Linked DNA regions of Xenopus laevis: region 1 is linked to region 2. A link is a contact called in public Hi-C data. All regions are on one chromosome and are shown on one strand. Each heading gives the region's core, a stretch centred on a gene start, on an enhancer-like site or on the middle of the called end of the contact. The rest is flanking DNA. Distances are from core to core; before and after follow the strand shown. Region 1 has its middle 29 kb from the start of rbpms2.L. Region 2 has its middle 32 kb from the start of rbpms2.L.

Region 1 (2,700 bases), core at 47-2,546, 61 kb before region 2:
GGCGGGGGGCTGGGCCCTGGGGCAGTAACCCCGGTGGGCCCCAAGCCCCCCAGTCCGACCCTGGTCATCTCCTTTCTGTTCTTTTGTTATTTTCATTAAATGTTGTACAAATACAATTTGCTTTTCTAGGCCATTCTTCTGTCACATGAAAGCTGTGAGAATAATCTGTTTAAATATCACCTTCACAAGTTTCTGTATTCGGCTGTATATTTCTGTATCTTAAAATCACACCTGGTTAAAACACTGCATTTTGTTGCAACCATTTCTTCCTGAATCAATAGGTTGATGGCTAATGTAGATGTAACCTGGCAGTTTGTTTATATGCATTGCATTATTGTGCACCTGTAGACTATATACATTTATATCACACTTGGGAAGATCTTATATCTATAGGTAAACCATGACCTTTTATTTTCAATGTCTTAATTCATAACAATAGTATTTGTATTCACCACCCAGCCAAATGATTACCCTAAAATGTTTGGTAATGCCTTTTGAAAGACTTTACATATACACTAGTGATATTGGAGCTCTCTGACATCAATGTTATCCATTTCCCCCAAACCATTTCTTGCTCATGCTCTCGAGTAAATTCACAAAAGCAATAACCTCTGCTAACATTTTTTTTTTTTTAAACAGTCGGTATTTAGTGGCACTTTATTGCCACTAGGTGGAGACAATAGTCATTATTAGAACAACCACATCTAAAGTTCACTGTGATGAATAAATGCATCATGACATGATGCATCTCTAACCCCCGTCCTTTTTAAGAAAAACGTTCTATAGGTTTATCTACCTAAATATGTTATTATCCTTTTATTTACACTATGGTAGTCAACAGTTAAGATATCACCCTAAAGTCTGGACACCTGCCTGCGCAACACCTTAATCAAAAACCAGTAGTTCACAGTCTATCCTTCCTTTAACAGGCACTACTCTTCTGGGAACGCTTTCTACTCGATACTATGGCATTGTGAGGTTGGGCACTAACAGCGTTGGATTGGGGGTTCTCGGCCCACTGGACCTGCAGCATCGGGGCCCACACTCACCCCCCTTGGGTCCTGCCTCCCTGGGTTAAAAGTCGATGTGCAACCAACCCTAACTTGCCCCTTTACTACCTGCACCTGACCCTAACCCGGCACACCTCCATATTTATAGACCAGCACACACCCCGTCCAGCACTGACATCACAGAAGGGACAAGGCACACAGGTGCGAGCAGGGTCTGAACTAGGGGTAGGTAGAGTAGGCACATGCCTAAGGCTCAAAGCTGGGGGGGGGCGCCATGCACGTACTTCTCTGACTACCCCTCTCTGCTCTGTGACCGACCGGCCACTTTGGCATTGTTTTGCCAAAGCGCGTCAATCCTCGCATGCACGCGATGTCTACTTGCGCGTGAGTGCCTTTTCGTGCAGTCGCTGAACATCCAATAGACGCTAACGCGCATGCGTGCGCACAGTCGGCATTGTGTAGGGCGTCTGGCGTTGCCTAGGGCACCTGGCTGGCTTGGCCCAGCTCTGGGTGCTAGTCTATAAAAAGTGGTGACTAGTGGCAGAAGGAAGTGGGGTATTGAAAGGTCGCAGGCGGAGTGGGTGCATGGTAAAGTTCAGCCTGAACCACCTGTGACACACAAAAATTGTGTGGAAGTCGGCAAATGACTACTGCTTGGGCCTGGGTGCAGGAGGATAGGTTTGTGACATCCGCTAGTGGTACCTGGTGGGGCAGCAGGAAATTTCACAATGGGGGTGGGGCATCCAGATAAGGTTGCCATCTTTTTGTTTCCAACTCCAGTCAGGGTGCAAGGCAGGTGACATTGGGGGTGGGGAAGGAGATTTCAGGGGGGCTGATGGCTTTGGGGACAGTACTAATGACATGGCGATCATCAATTGGCTGATCGTCACGCCATTAACTTCAATGTCCTGTCCGAATTTCCTTATTTGGAAAAACCAGCTATAATGGGGTTACAAGTTTAATGTTTTTGTTACGTTTTACTACTTATTTTTCTATTAAGGCCCTCATCATCCCTTCTCAAATGTAAACCAATAGCTGGTTGCAAGGGTATATTGGACCCTAGCAACCAGATAGCTGCTGAAATTCCAAACTGGAGAGGTGCTGAACAAAAAGCTTGATACACAGGATTGTAGAAGTGTATCAAGCCTTGAACAAAGAATATTACTGAGGTCAGGACCTCAGCAAAACAGTCAGTGATGCTCACCATCAATGTTTGTCTACAATGTTAATAAATATAAATTTCAGATCTTTCATGCTGCTTTAGAAACTTTAGTGTTAAAAGGGAATCAAGCAGGAGCTGTACAAAAGGAATATCCCTTTAAGACTCAGCAGTTGAGCTACCTCTGACCTTTATCTGTCTTAATCATGAGCTTTTAGTTATCCTCTCCCTTCCTGGTACACCACGCTCTGAAGGTGCTCACTCCCCCAATTATGTCTACACATCATCAAGTACATATGTTGTGCCAATGTATATACTGTACAAATACACATGCCTCTGGTAGGGAAGAGGGAGAATGTTATAAATAAGATTACATGCATAACTGTGCATCAGGATACAAAGGAATAAGCATTATTATAAAGAAAGTACCTTTACTACTAAACAAAAATTTTAGGCCACCTCTGATTTGTTACATTTTTTTACATTTATTACATTATTGTAATTGTTTATATTTTACCATAATCTCCCACA
Region 2 (2,700 bases), core at 133-2,632:
TTTCGAGGTCCCCATAGACTAAAAGATTTTTCTTTGGTGAACGACCAATTTTAGTGCAATCCAACAAATTCGTCAAATTATCGTGATGTTAGTGGGAATCAAACGATTGTGCATCTAATTGATCGGCCAGGTTAAAACATTTTCACAGTGAAATCTATCTTTGTTTGCATGGCCAAGCAGGCAGATACCCTCAGTTTTCCTGGCTTCAACTCGACAGCATCGCTTGAAATGGTCTTTTTAATTGATGGACAAATTGTACATAAAAACGATCGTTTCAAGATAAGCTTGGTCGAACGATAACGAAAAAATCTTTTAAAAATCTTTACATCAATGGCTAGCTTCCCATGTGTTAAGTAAATGACATATCTATACTGGAAAGAAAAGAGAATCCACTCTTTATTCCCTTCATTACATCCTTTATTTCTTTCCTAACCATTTTTAATCCCTCCCAAACACCTTTCTTCTCCCCCTCTAACCTCTCCTCCCTCCCAAAAAAAACACCTTTCCTCTTCCCCTCTAACCTATCCTCCTAAATGCTTAACCAAAGCTTATCTAAAGAAGTAGGCTAGAAATGTTGTATATTATGTATTGGGTTTCTATCCCAGCCCAAGGCAACCACGGTTCTTTGGCAGTAAATATCTGTGTCTCCAAAGATGCCCCTGTAGCTCCCCATCTTCTTTTCTGCTGATTCACTGCACATGTTCAAATATAATATAAATGTCACAATATAAGGTTAATTAGTTATTAGTTCACATAACATGGCAGCTCTGAAACCAGTGCAATAAGCTTGTGAATTTAATAATCAGCCATGTATCATCAGCTTACATGACAGGTCAGCATAATTTTCTGTTTGATAATTTGTGATGACCCCTAAGCTTAGCTTCACTCAAAGCACACTGAGCATGTGCATGTCGCAGACACTTCTCCCAAGATGGGGACCTCCTGTGATAACTGTAAAGGCCTAGATTACTACTATAGAGATGCTGAAACTTTGGCTGGTGCAGTAAATTCAGAATATTTTGACATTTTAGCCATATTCATTTTTAGGGTTTAGTTCTCCTTTAAAAAGAGTTATAGAAAAAAGTATTGGACCCTCCATGCTCCTCTGTGCTCCAGTGAATCTGCACTATATATATATATATATATATATATATAATATATATATATATATATATATATATATATATATATATATATATATATATATATATATATAATGATATATCTCAGTGATATAACAACATGTCATTTGGGAAGTTTATACTAATTCTTATTTTTTGTACTACAGTATATTTCCAACAGCTAAGTCTTTGAACAGCATTTCCGAAACGGGTTTCCTTTTTCCTCTCTCAGCAACAGCCGGAGCCTGGAGGGGGGTGAAGGCAGGAGGAGACTGTTGTATTTGAGCCTCCCATACAAAACATGTTCCCACGATCTGATTCCATTCTGTACTTAGTTCTAATTGTTTTAATGTAGACCTTCGACATTTGTTTTTAACAGTTCAAGTAATCCACACCTATTAAAGGGGTTGTTCACTTTCCAAATACTTTTTCAGTTCCTTGTTTTCAGATTGTTCACCATAAACAAAGACTTTTTTCAATTGATTTCCATCTTTTAATTCTTAAAATGTTCTCCAAATTTAAGTTTAAAGTTTAATGTTCCTGTCTCAGTCTGGTAGCTGTGATCCAGGAACATTCTGAGCTATTACAATTTGCTATGTTTAGTTGATACATTTAGTTGATACATTTAGTTGATACATTTTTCAGCAGTATCTGTGGAATATTCGCATCTATTGTATCAATCAACAGCTGTCTTTTTATGAATTGTGTTCAGCAGGGACAAAGAAAAGAAATGTATCAACTAAATGTATCAGTTTAGAACAGTTAAAGGGTCGGTGACCCACCTCCCCTCTCCGAGCTGCTTTAGAAGGTGAAAAATGAAACTTCAGTATTAGAAAACGGGTCACAAATAGAAAATAGAAAGTAATTATTTCTGGTGAACAATCTGAAACCAACTGAACTGGAAAAATGTGTTTGAAGGTGAACAACCCCTTTAATAGCACAGTCACCATATAATGCTACACTTAAGCACTATTAAATATATATAGTCAAAGACTTTTCATAGAAACCAGCTTAACTTTTCCACTAACTGGTGATTTCATTATCCAGGTGCAAAATAACACTATGCATAAATAATAGGGATGCGCTGAATCCACTATTTTGGGATTTGGCTGGATTCTGAATCCTTCAGGAAAGATTGGGCCCACATCCGTGCACTTCCTTGTTTGTGTTAAGAAAAGTCAAGTTATTTTAAAACTTAGTTTGGCCAGGCACTTGGATTCATTCTGGGTTTAAAGCATCCCTAATGTTGTTGTCTATAACAATAAATCATTCATGCTGAGGTGTATATGGCATACTTATAAAATAGAAGTATGTATGGGGGTGACCTACTACCCAACTTCTAGTCTAGTTGTCCCAGGAATGATTAAAATCCCTTGTTAAACCAATCTTATATAGACATTCTGTTGCATGGCGAGGTAGTTGTGGAAATGCATTCAATAAACGAGAAAGGAAAGCATACTTGATGATGGTGGGGATAGGAATTGCTGGCAGCATCAGAGCAGAGTTGGGTTCTGTGTGGCTGTTGTAACAGATAGCTGACTGCTGTAACATATAGGTTCTGAAGAATCCCATTCTATAC

What was found. A called contact is a pair of places that touch in the nucleus more often than the background predicts.
Region 1: a contact with region 2 is called in a Hi-C map of the XTC cell line, with 3 times the contacts expected there. The contact joins two enhancer-like sites. A contact is called at or near these places in 2 of 4 Hi-C or Micro-C datasets (the XL177 cell line and the XTC cell line).

The regions. Positions count from the first base shown.
Region 1 is chr3L:100,312,542-100,315,241 of Xenopus_laevis_v10.1, reverse strand. No RefSeq gene overlaps it. Among protein-coding and RNA genes, the nearest start is that of rbpms2.L, 29 kb to the right of the region's middle. Within about 2 kb of position 1,296, at least 1 of the 7 cell types and tissues checked has an H3K27ac peak or open chromatin away from gene starts, as enhancers often do.
Region 2 is chr3L:100,251,948-100,254,647 of Xenopus_laevis_v10.1, reverse strand. No RefSeq gene overlaps it. Among protein-coding and RNA genes, the nearest start is that of rbpms2.L, 32 kb to the left of the region's middle. Within about 2 kb of position 1,382, at least 1 of the 7 cell types and tissues checked has an H3K27ac peak or open chromatin away from gene starts, as enhancers often do.